Linked DNA regions of Mus musculus: region 1 is linked to region 2. Evidence: chromatin contacts called from public Hi-C data. All regions are on one chromosome and are shown on one strand. The core of a region is the stretch at or near the end of the contact, and the rest is flanking DNA. Distances in the headings are between cores, read along the strand shown.

Region 1 (6,466 bases), core at 2,701-5,200, 260 kb after region 2:
AAATCCACCCCACCCCATCGTCAGCGGAATCAAATACACAGCAGGAACAGTTCCAGTTCACACACACACAATATAGTCACTGAAGATGAAAATGTATTAATTATGTTTCTCAAGGTTCAGAGAGAGATAGCAAGGTTCACTAAACTGGTCCAACTTCTCAATTGAAAAATCCATACCAAAAGACCCTCCTGGGCTGCCTCTGGATTTTGAAGAAACAACAGAATGGTTGCTCATGTATATTTGTCTTGTGTGTGGCTGATCAATTAAGTCTGCAGTTGGGGCTCCATCTCGCCTTCATACTGTGCTGAAAATGGAGGCTGTTAAAAGTGAGTAAGTTAAGAAAGGAAGAAAGAAGAAGAGTAAAAGAAGTAAAAGGCTTTTCTAGTGAGGAATACATAAGTCCAGGGAGTGTCCAGTGCAAGTCTGCCACGCAGCGAGCTTCCTCGATCAGCCCCTCTGCCATCTGTGGATCCCCAGGAATCTTCTCGAACTTCCAAAAGCAGTGGGTCCTTAGATTCTATCAGCTTGTGATCTATCTCTGGACCAGTTTTTGCTATGTGATGGAGAAGGATGAGTTGAGAGAGAGATGATCTAGGAGTTTTTGGTGTTTATTATGTATTCTTCAAATTGGTATTTACTGTTTGTTCCTAGGAGCTGGAGGACATTGAAAAATGTTCACTTTAGATGAGCACTTTGTTTCTCTATGTAGAGTAGTACTTTCATTACCTTTGTCTCTAATCTTTGCCCAGCTTCCCTTTCCTCTCCTGTTCATTGTATTTCTTCTATCTCAGGGCCTTCCTCTGTGGATGCTGCAGCATGTAGGAGGAATTCCCTTCGTATCTCATTTCAATATGAAGTTTCGGGTCTTTCACTGAGGCAGAAGGTTAACAGTCCTTTCTCTCTGTACTTCAGAGGCGTAATTCCTAGAGAGTGTTTCAGGGCAAGTGGGGTGTAATTGCTAAATAATATAGTCATTCTTGTTTTAAATGAGAAATATTTCCATCATTCCTGATGTGTGTGTGTGTGTGTGTGTGTGTGTGTGTACATGGGCAGACCCTGAGAGATGAGGCTTCTGCAGAAAGGGAAGCTCCAGCTATCCTAGGGGAGTTTGCACATTTACCCATTTAGGTTTTAAATGCTGTGTTGCATGCTGGGCCTTTTAGGCACTTGGGATTATGTATAATAGATGACCTGCTTTTACAGGGATGCATGCTATACAGATGTAAATGTTATTATAGCTTTTATATTTTATGTTCTTGTTGAAAGATCATTTTGTCTTTGAGTAATACTGCCATTCAATTCTTTCTTGGGGGAGGGTGGCAGAGGAGGAGGGGGTTATCTTTAAAAGAGAATATGAACTCGATATTGCACATCATATATTTCTTAAAAGTAATTTGGAATTTTAGGGTCTGGGATCGGGGCTGACTGATACACTGCCGTGATGAGATATAACCCTTAGAAAATAACAGCACTCGCACATGCCTGCATCTGCCCAACCTCATAATTCACTTTCACATTGGATTATGGATGTCTGCGTTCACTGAGTCTATCTTCCCTTTAGGTATTATTTCAGCCCTTTGAGATAATAAGGAAAGTTTAATTGCGTTGTTAATTGATTTTTTGCACAACATTATTACCTTGATTGATTGCAGAGTTGATGAAAATGTTAGACACAGGCAGCGTGGAGTCTCAGCCGGGCAAGGAGTGGGAGCCTTGTGGAGAATAGATAACCTTGATGTTAAGGGCTATATCCTTCAGATATGTCTTCCCGTGACATATTGATGGCCCTCGAAAAGGGAAAAGCTGATTGTATGCAGAATGCAATCATTAAACCCACTTCAGTTCACTGTTGATTAATTTGTTTTTTTCCTGAAGGATCTAGTTATAGGGAAGGCCTCACTTGTACCAACCGCAACCATTTCCTAGGCCCCAGATGGCTTAACCCTCTAGGTGAAGAGAAGGAATAAGGCTGGTGGGGCTAAGTATGAGCAGAGGGAGGTGTTTGATGCTCACAAGGCATCTCCATCCCCTGGAGAGTGCTCGATCAACCCTCCAAAAGTATCAGTATGTTAGTTAAAGTGTCTATAACCAGGAACCCTTTGCTTAGGGTATAGGACACAGCCTCAATGGCTTGTTTAGTAAGGCTTATTTTCACCTTACAGTGGTATCTATGGATGACACAAGACAGGAAGGAATGTTGTTATTTAAAATTTCTATAAGCTTATCCCGTGCTTGGTGACTTGGGGTGTCACTGATCTGTCAGTGTTTGTGTCTGTCAGCTTTCTGTCACCATGACCAGATGCTTGGGACAAGTGACAATTAAAGCAGATGGCTTAGGAGATTCTATCTGTAATCAGCTGGCCCTGTTGCTTTTGGACCTGTGGTAAGGTGGTATACCGTGTAAGAACTTGCAGCATAGCAAACCATGCACCTTACAGAGTGGGTACAAAAGGAATACATAAAAGGGGACAGGTCCCTCTGTCCCCCTCTCCAAGACTATGCCTACAATAACCTTGGAGTGTTTGCACTGTGGTGACAGAATACATGAGCAAAATAAGTAAACGGAGAAAGGGCTTCATTTGATTCATGGTTTTAGTTGATCATGGCAAGAAAGATGTGGCAAAGAGGCCCATCTCATGGGCACAGGAAGACCAGGGAGGGTACACTCATATTTACAGATTTTGTCACCCTTTCCTGGATCCCAGCCTCTGAGATTAGGCAAGAGAGGAAATCTTGACGTCATAATGTTCCCCGGGAAAACCTTCACATGCGCTTCTCAGCCCCATCTGTTGCCAGTCAGCCATCATATCTAACTGCTTCCACTAAGGCTCCATTATGTGCCAACATCTGTGAGAGAGACTATTGTGTTAGAGGTCCATGAGGGACATTTATGATCCAAACCACAGCAAGATGGGCAGCAGTGAGAATCTGGAGGTCCCTAATACACTCGCCATTAACTTCTCTCCCTGCCCTGAATGACTCTTCCCTGTTATCACCATTACTGCCATGTCTAAAACCATCTTCATTGTCCCAAAATCCAAGTTGATTGAAAAACCTGGTCTTCCTTCTCTTTTCACCCATCTTGATCTATCATCAATCCCAGAAATCTTCTGCTGAGACCTAGGGTATAGGATACAGCCACTACAGCTTGTTTAGCAATGACCTTGAGGCTCGGAATACTGGTTTCAGAGGAGGGACTGGCTTTACACACTTTCTAATGCAATAACTCTAGAAAATCTCTGCATTCTAAGGTGGGTGGGCAGCTTCCCCTGGAGCCCCGTCACTTTAGATACTTTTCACTTATGGAACATTCTGTCTTGTTTTGCCCTATCTTCCCTCTATGGCTGTCCCCATTACTTATTCAAACCAATTTTTAATTGCATAGCATTGTTGGAGGCCGACCAAAAGTTACATCATCTTCCTGGGGTCATGTGGGCTTCAAAGGCAAGAAGAGAAATGGCTCAGGAACACCCCTTCCCTACCCCAGCACCACAGAACATCATGGTGACAGCCTCACTTCTCCTGTCTGCCCCACCTCCTCCATTACAAGTCTTTCTTCTCCTCAACTAACCACTGGTGCACAGGGAGTGTAATATCCACAGTCTTGGCCCTCAATTACCGTAATGGCTTATAATGAGATTTTGGCCAAGTAGCAGGTAGCTGGTTATTGCTTCCTGCTCAGCGTGGGCAATGTCTATGCTGTTAATTTGTGTTACTGAATGTGGCTCAGAGCTGGGCATCAAACTGTCAGAGCCAGATGTATTCTATTAGGCTATACTGGACAATAGGCAATCTTTGTTTTTCCAGTATGGAGGCATGTTAACTTACCACAGGGTGAATCCAGACAAATAAGAGTCAAACTAAAACAAGGGGGTGATATCTTAAGTCATCAAAGTAGTACATTCCAGGGACAGATAACACCTGGCATCACCTACTGTCACTACTGTTTCTCTGCCTGGGACTGCTCCATTGACAGGCAAAAAACAAAACAAAACAAAATAAAACCTTCGTAAGATTGCTGGGGAGACTGGTAACTTCATTAAGTTTTAATGAGGCTAACCCTAATGAAGGCCTTTCTAATGTACTTTGTATTTACTAGGCTTTCATCTTGAGCAAGAAATAGGGTCCAGAAAGTTTCTAGTGCTCTTGTGTGCTTCTTTGTCTTGATGTACACACATGTGTGCATGTATATATACACACATACATAAAAGCATGTGTCAAGAAGGTGGAGGATGGGTAGTTGAAGACATTCAGGAGTACAGTTTGTTAGTGTCCAAGTATTGTGATTCTGCAACAGTAGACTTTTGGACACACACTTTTGGACAGAGAGAGCTAGAGGCAGGGGTGGGAGAAAGAAGAAAGGAAGGAATGAAGAAGGGGGGAGGGGTGGGTAAGAGGAAGGGAGAGACAGACAATGTAAATTTCATTCAATTAGATCAAATATCAACAGATCCTCTTTGTTTTTCTTTGAGAGAGGCAATTTTGACTACCCTAGAACTAAGAAAGATTATGATATCATCTATGGAGAACCAGTTCACTTGGATTTTAATGGAGGGCAGACGGAGTTTGGGTCAGTGTGCTCAGGGAGGAAGCCCTTTAGGGGCTTGAATTACAACAATCTCAGTTGTTACTACATTTGCTTAATTTCGTCTGAGAGTTCCATCCTGCCCCTCCCTGACCTCTTTTCTAAAAACCTGGGTTTATTTTCAATAACTCCTTGGATAAATTTCAGCCCAAGGAAGCACACAGAACTGTAGAGAAAGCCCTGCCTCCACCTTTTGATGCTAGCCCTCGATGAGAACAGATCTGAAACCAAAATGTGAATGTCTTCTTAAGAGCACAGCCAGCACCCCTGTTCACACTCTGCCAGGAAACCCCACTTCTCAGGTGTGTTCATAGAGGGGCCTGGCAGCTTGGAGGAGGAGCAAAGATATCTGGAAAGCTGTTTTCCCAATTCCCCCTGCTCTGTACTTCATAAATCATGTTTTACAGGCTCACCCCCAGTCCTACCCCATTCTCTGCTTTCTTCTCCTGTTAATGCAATCAGCATGCCACTAAAATAAAACCCCAAAATGGGAGAAAGCTTGAATGTCCAAATATTGTGCATCTTTTTTTTTTTCTTATTTCAGTGCTGAAGTTTGAACTAAGGGCCTGATACTGTGCTAGACAAGAGCTGTCCCTCGCTTCAGTCAGTCATTACTTATCTGTTTTAGGTGCCATTTGTTTTCTGGCTGCTCTTGGGAAGCAAATAAAACTTCTATTTACTAGAGTGCAATACAGTAAGATCTTCAACTAGCCAGATTCTTTGTGTCTCTAACTTTAAATATGAATAAAAATGAGGGCATTTACTTTACCAAAGAAAAGGGCAGGGTGGGGAGGGGCCTTTAGGTTGTTCTAGAACAGACTTTCTTAAAGATCATTCTGCAACATTATCTGGGAATTTTCCAAAAGAAACAAATTTCTCGTCCCAGACTCAGACCCACTAAATTGGAAGTTTTGGGGATGGTCCCCATGGAGAGAAAGTCAAGGAGAACCAGTTCCTAGGGAGAGGACACCCAACTCTTTGGCATGTCAAATGTATGGGCTCCGAAGCACCCTTAGGCCATTGTGCTCAGTCCACAAATATCAACTTAGATATGGGGAGACGTCTCAGTGGGAAGCAAACCTGAGGAGTCATGTTCCATCTCTTAAGACAAGCATGCGTGATAAAGCCAGGCATATTGCTATGTACTTATCACCCCAGCCTAGAGAGTCCTGGAAACCCACTGTAGCTGAATGGGTAATCTGTAACCCCCCCCCAAAAGGCTGTCTTAAAAGATAGAATAAATTGAAAAAATGACAGATGAGGCTGCCTTCTGACTTCCATCACCAGTCTATACAAATTATTTGTTGAACACCTAAGATGTAGCTTGGGCTTGGTGGTGTGTGTGTGAATCTGCTGTCTGAACCCTTCTGAAGTCTGTGCAGAGGAAGGATGCTGTGTTTCTGAGTAGCATTCACTTCTCCCACCCCCACCCCCACCCCCATCTTACTTCCTGATTGTGTCATCCTCACTGGTAACCCTCAACTGCAGCCACTCTGGCAAATCTAGTGAGACTGTTGCTTTTATGGGTGAGAGAGAACTCAAAGTTTCCACTTAATCATGAGATAATAATCTAATTAATTAACTGGGCCCCACCTTTCCTTTGTGGCTGCTTTGTCACACGACTGTTACATTGAGAGAATGCCTAGAAAGAGGGCAGGAGCCCTGTCCTGCTTGCTAGGGCTTCTGCTGCACTCTGCGCTGTGTTACTTGGGGTGGAGGGAGAAGAACCAAGTAACTGGTTTTTGTCATCTTGGGTTGAATCCTCTCAATTATTTTCATTCCATGTGATTTTAGTTTAGAATGCCATTTCCTGGACTTTAAAACCAGGTTGGGCTTAATATCTGTGGAAGCTGCACATACCAATGTCTCTTAGAGTATGGG
Region 2 (6,042 bases), core at 2,775-5,274:
GAGATGGGTCACCCTGACAACAGAGTGGATCTGAACCAGTTTAGGGTTTATCAAATGGTGCTTTTCACATGGATTTATACTTTTTTATTTGATTTAATTGTAACATCCTTGAGGATAGGAAAAAATTATTAAAAATATTCTAGAAAAAAAACATAGACTGTCTGGAACTGGAGCAATAACTAAGGAGAGAAACCTGGGAATAAAAAGTGCAAATCAGAGATAGTAACTGCACACTTCTGTGTCTGAGTGTGCCAGCCTCCAGTCGGACCAATTATAACTATATGTCCTTGGATAAGTGACTTAACCTTTCTAGGTCACATCTGTAATTCAGAGATAATAAGAATATTTGCCTCCTATGGATGTTGATAACAAATGTAAAGTGTTTGTAGCAGTGCCTGCAGCATAACAGAGGCAAAAAAAAAAAAAAACCCAAAAAAAAAAAAAACCGAAACAAAACAAACAACAAAAAAAACTGTGTATCTACTATCATCAACACCATGGCCCTATTAGTTCTTTCATACAACATCAGCAAGATAGGCAAAAGGCAAGAGAATACACTATAAACATCAGGTGGCATGTATGTAGATTTACTCTACCAAAGTATATGTAGGCCAGGGGCTAGAAAAATATCAAGTACCCCTCGTGTGCATTGTTTTAAAATGTTATATGTGTTATATACTATTGATGACACCCTGAACTAGGGATCACTTCTGTGGTATGCCATAGACACTGAAATAGGCATTGAACAATGAAGCAATCAACCCAGAGGTCATAGTTAGTTACTTAAGATATGGATCTAACCAATCTGCATGCTTCACACACGGTGGATGTGTGTGCTTCAGGAGAAGAAGGGCTTCTGATGATCTAAAGTCATTTATCCAAAAAAATTCAATGAATATTTAGGGAATATCTTTGCATTTAAGATCCTTGACAAAGAGAAAATTTTGAAAATGTTTTTTGTCAAAAAGAAAATTGCATGAGGGCACATGCAGTCCAGTCCTGGGCCTGAGAACAGTGCCAATGATCACGCTGAAGGTACAAGTGTTAACCAGGAAAAGTGAAGTGCTTGTGGGACATGTGAGGGATGGATTTAGAGAGCCATGGGAAGATATTCAGGTGTTTGGGGACTTTATAATTTAGTGACTTTGAGCAAGCTGGCCCAGCTTGATGTGGGAGGCTTCGTGTCTACAGTGGTCAAATGAAGGTTTCTGCAGGATCTCAGCTACATACCTTTAATGTTCTGAAACTCAAACACCTTGCGTTGTTCACCCCCATACTTGCATTTATCAGTGCCATTTATTTAAGATTTGTTTTCTATTTTGTGTTTGCACATTGGTCATTCATTCATTTAGCCTGACTATTCATGCTGTCCTGTGAGTTTTCCGTGTGGTTTGTTTCCTCAGTTAAACTTTGGTCTAGCTGGGGGATGTATTTAACATCCAGGACTTCTCAGCTTTCGGAGTGTCCTAAATGGAATGGCCTACAATCAATGCTGTTCAGACACATGATAATGATGCAACAATATTTAAAGCCACCAAGAGTTGAATGTGGCATTCATGAATACTGCATAAGATCCTCCTTCAGAAGCTTTTATAGAGATCCTGTCCTTTTTGTAAGGTACTGGGATTTGTAGTTAGAAAGCTAAAAATGAGTCTGATAACTCCAGTCTTCAAGAAGCTTACCAAAAGGACCTTCCACACAACCATCCTAGCATTCAGGACTAACTAATAGAGTCCTTTCCTACAGACCTTCAATCTCATGACAACACCCCCACCCTGTGGTTGCCTGCTATCTCCTTGAAGAGTTCACGGACTCCGAACTCACTACTGCCCTTTCTGGCCAAGGTAACATCATGGCCACTCAAATTCTAGGTGGAGGGATATGTCCTAATGAAGAGCCATAGTCTCTTATACTGTCAAGGAGCCATGGAGACCATCTTCAAGCTAGAAAGTTGAAAGATGATGGGAAGTGGACTAGAAATGTAAAGTTCCTTTGTTGGCTCAGAGTCATGGCAACATAAAGGCAAAGGGCATGCTGTGAGACTATCTCATGTAACAGTGGCAGGCTGGAGACAAGGTCAAAGGACCTGTTAGAGACAGACAGGAGCAATGATTTGGAAGACCTTGAATGCTCTCCACATGTCAGGTAAGGGGATGGCCCTTATGAAAGTCATAATTCTACCTCTCACAAGTAGTTGGCTGAGTAAATCCCTATCTGTAATCAAATCTGCCATGTGTCCCTGTACCCATAGCCCATAACTCAACTGGACAATTACCCCTACACCCCCCCACACATACATCCCTCCCCCCCCCCCCCACACACACACCATGGTTTTCCTTCAGTTCAAAGACACATGGTTGGACGAGGAATTATTATAGGGCCCTCTGCTGGCCTGATTTTCCAAGCAGATCTGGTTCATGGGCATCACAGCTCTGTGGGGAAGCTATGTCCGTCTGCCTTACCTGACAAAGCCTCTGAGTGCTGCTTACACTGCTGGACATGTGCCAAGTGGTGTACCACCTCAGAGAGAGAGGGAGGGAGAGGGGGGAGAGAGGGGGAAGAGAGGGAGAGAGAGAGAGAGAGGGAGAGAGAGAAGGAGAGAGAGAGAGAGAGAGAGAGAGAGGGGGAGAGAGAGAGAGAGAGAGAGAGAGAGAGAGAGAGAGAGAGCTGATTTGGGGTTGGGACAGGTGTGGGTCAGTGATAAACAGGTCTTTGCCCATGATTTTGTCTCTCCCTATGATACTGAACCCATCACTAGCAAAGAAATTTAATGCAATGATTTCTCCAAAAGCCATCGAACCCCATTGTAGCCCTGCCTGAACATATAAATATACCCTTCCTGAGGACATATTTGCATTTTTGGGTGAAAGAAATCCATATATATGGCAAAGATGTCTCTGTAATTATAGAAAGTTTATTTCTGTCCCCAGATGTCAGCAATCAAATTCCCCATAAATATATTTTGTGTAAATCTGTCGGCAGCTGGTCTCCATTCAGTTTTCTGGAGATATTAGCCTGTCTTTGAGTTTATGACAAAGTTAAAAATTATTCATTAAACTGACCTGCAGTATATTCAGTAACTGGAAAATTGCCTTGCCGTTCTATTTGGTTTGTAGATGTGATCACAAGTAAATTTTTAACTTAATTAATTGGCCGTTTCTGTTGACAAGAAATTTATGTGGTAATAATTTGCTCGAAATAGATGCCGACTGTAGGAAATGAGATATCCATCATGGGCTTGTGTTCCAGCAGCTGCACAGTGGCTATTATGAAAGTATTTCAGCCTGCGTCGACCCCAGTGTTTGTGCAGTCAAGATTATATATACCCACGATCCATGGCCTGCCAGAGAGGCGCTGGTGGAGGTCTATGATAACAAAGACTCCGTGATTTATGGCTTGCTGTGAAAGCAGAGCTTGATGAGATTAAACAATTTCATAGCACAAGTGTTTCTCAAGACCTGATTTGTAGTTGCAAGCTGATGGTAAATCACATTTATATATCTGCAAGCGTGCTCAGCAGAGGACTGCAATTACAGTTTAAGACAGCTACTTTTTATTTAATTTTTATCCTGGTTTTGTCTCTTTTATATCCCCCTTCGTCTGCAAACCGTTCACCTTCACAAGTCCTTTCGTGGTTAGGAGGCCAAAGATTGAAGTCAGTGATCTTCTTCTTGTCCTCTTGCCAGCTGGGAGGGAGGGGGGGTGGAGTTCTCAGAGCAGTGCGGACTGGCTCAAACTGGCTTTGACTGGTGTGAGCTCTTTGTTCTATTCTGTGTCCTGTTTGCCTTCCTCAGGGTGTATAGCAGACACTTGTGCTACTTGGCACACAGATGGAGGCCAGAAGCCGTCCTCATCCTGGTTGGGAGGGCATCATCTTGTACATGATGTCTGGGAAAGATGGGGATTGCTTTCATTTTGGAAGTCAGAGTGCAGTGTAGTAGGGGAATGAGGAAGCTCACAGCTGGCTCCCCTTGAATGTGACATTGGAACTGTGCTTTTCATGCAGACCCCTGAGGACTAAACTCTGGAACCAGTCCACTTAGTCACTTAGTGATCTAAAAAAAATGATCTACTGTGGCCTCATCTCTGTGCTAAGTAAGCAATAGGACAAACATCTCTGCCTTCCTCACAATACATGGGTGTGTGTGTGTGTGGCTAATAATAATAATGACAATGATAATAACATAGTCTTAAATGGTTGGTGCTTACATTACTGGAGGTTGGAAGGGAAGAAAACAGCATCACTCCTAGCTGAGGAGGCAGAGAGAATGAACAAGGCAGGGACTTACAAAGTAGATTGTAATTTAAGTAGTGGGAAGAGAGTTCTGGACATTGCAATGGTTTGTATAGTCGAAGACGTGGGCTCAACTATGATAATTGTATCACTGGATAATTGTAACAACGGTATAATAATAGCAGTACACATTTCCAGTACATCATCTTACTTACTCTTGGAAACCCAGACCTTGAACATTCTTGTGATCTTTGATTCTCGAATGTTTTGTTGTCTTTCACCATGGAATGGTGAAACGAGCAAGAAAGCATTGTGCCTCTAGGCCATCAGTCAAAGCTCGAAGAGCTCTGGCTGTTCACATGGGCCTGGTATAAACACAGTCACTGGGTAGAGGGACTCAGAGAAAGTCACAGGGACAGGAGGTGATGCGATGAAGAGGGCTGAGATGGGAGTGCACTTTGATGATGGAAAGAAAGAAATGCAGGAGAGACAGGGCAGGGGCAACTCCAAGCATTTCTACTCCTCACAGCATCCAAAAGAAGCAGCTTGATTTCACCTACCAGGACCTGTTTACAAATGGCTAACATTCAAACAGTAAGTCTGTGCTCTTTTAAGACACAGAAGCCATGGCAGTGTGTACAGAAAACCTATACAAGAGCTAGCACATTTTACTGGGCTCCACATTGAGTCTGTAACTGATTTTAGTAGGATAGTGAAGGAGGTGTTTTTGATTTCTGTATTTTCCCAATTCTGTACTAGTTGCAAGGCTGGTAGTATTTCTGCCTATTTTGCTCACAAACCTCTAGTGCCTAGGACAAAACACAAGATGTACTCACATCCATTAGATACGAGTTCGGGGATTAAGTGAATGATTTCATTCTGTCTGTGGAATATGGTTGGCCATTCTCTTCAGGATTCAGCTTCTCCCAAGCCAGACTGCTTATGTCTGAACTGGCCATTTATGAGACACAAAGGAAGAAATGCCTCTCCATTTCTTATGGTCTAAAAACTTATAATATCTCAATGTAGTAAGGAGGTCATTAAAGCCTGGACTGAGAACCTCTAATAGATGTATACTAATGTGTGGCTAATTGTGGTATGTGTATACACATATGCATACATACATGTATGTTTTCATAGATTATATTTTGTCTTGGCAACAAGAAAGTGGGTGAATTTTATACAGAACTTTACCCCATGTTCGTTTTGTCTTATATTTTTTATAAAGTGTTTTCTTTCTTAAATCCCCATCCTTTCTAGATATTTTTTTCAAAAAGATTTCTTTATTTTTATTTTGTGTGTATGAGTGTTTTGCTTGCATTATGTATGTACACCATGTGTGTGCCTGGTGCCCATGGAAGCCAGAAGAGGGCATTGGATACCTTGAGCTGTTTTGGCAGATGGTGGTAAGCCCTTGGTAGGTGCTTGGACCTAAGGACAGTTCCTCTACAAGAACAGCCAGTGCCCTGAACCACTGAGCTATCTCTCCAGGCCCATCCATGGTATTTTCTACCTATTTGTTATTCTAGGTTTTGTGCCCCTGGAGTCTTTTAGCTGGGTGCCTTCAAGCCCAGGCTTCTTCATCAAGACAGCACAGATGCTAAACTGACCAATGAAGTTCTTTATTGGGGAACAAGCCAATCCTCTATCTTTGGCCAGGCTTCCAGAAACCTGCTTGAAAAATCTGGGGAAAGCAAGAGAGCTGTTTCTCCCTCTAGGGTACTAGTGTATTAGCCTCCCAATAAAAGTTAATTGAATTTAATTTTATGTTTTAAGTGTGATGCATTTTAAAGTTCTCCCCAGTGCTA

Evidence for each region. Hi-C and Micro-C count contacts between places; a contact is called where the count stands out from the background.
Region 1: a Hi-C map of the N1E-115 cell line shows a contact between it and region 2, with 7 times the contacts expected there. The contact joins two enhancer-like sites. A contact is called at or near these places in 1 of 15 datasets of contacts at CTCF or cohesin (the NIH/3T3 cell line), 10 of 484 Hi-C or Micro-C datasets (the N1E-115 cell line, cerebellar granule neurons, nephron progenitors and 2 more) and 2 of 9 other capture datasets (embryonic tail and embryonic trunk).

Annotation. Positions count from the first base shown.
Region 1 is chr14:23,039,486-23,045,951 of GRCm38.p6, forward strand. All of the region lies in intron 6 of Lrmda (leucine rich melanocyte differentiation associated), which reads left to right. It overlaps Gm10248 (predicted gene 10248), which reads right to left. Exons shown (of 4, transcript NR_033550.1): 3 at 1,638-1,712; 4 at 1-654. Among named protein-coding and RNA genes, the nearest start is that of Gm10248, 52 kb to the right of the region's middle. Within about 2 kb of position 3,951, at least 3 of the 459 cell types and tissues checked have an H3K27ac peak or open chromatin away from gene starts, as enhancers often do. A contact at or near this core is called in the N1E-115 cell line, where this site is marked.
Region 2 is chr14:22,780,122-22,786,163 of GRCm38.p6, forward strand. The region is part of intron 5 of Lrmda (leucine rich melanocyte differentiation associated); the gene reads left to right. The region is part of intron 1 of Gm30926 (a long non-coding RNA gene); the gene reads right to left. Among named protein-coding and RNA genes, the nearest start is that of Gm30926, 18 kb to the right of the region's middle. Within about 2 kb of position 4,025, at least 60 of the 459 cell types and tissues checked have an H3K27ac peak or open chromatin away from gene starts, as enhancers often do. A contact at or near this core is called in the N1E-115 cell line, where this site is marked.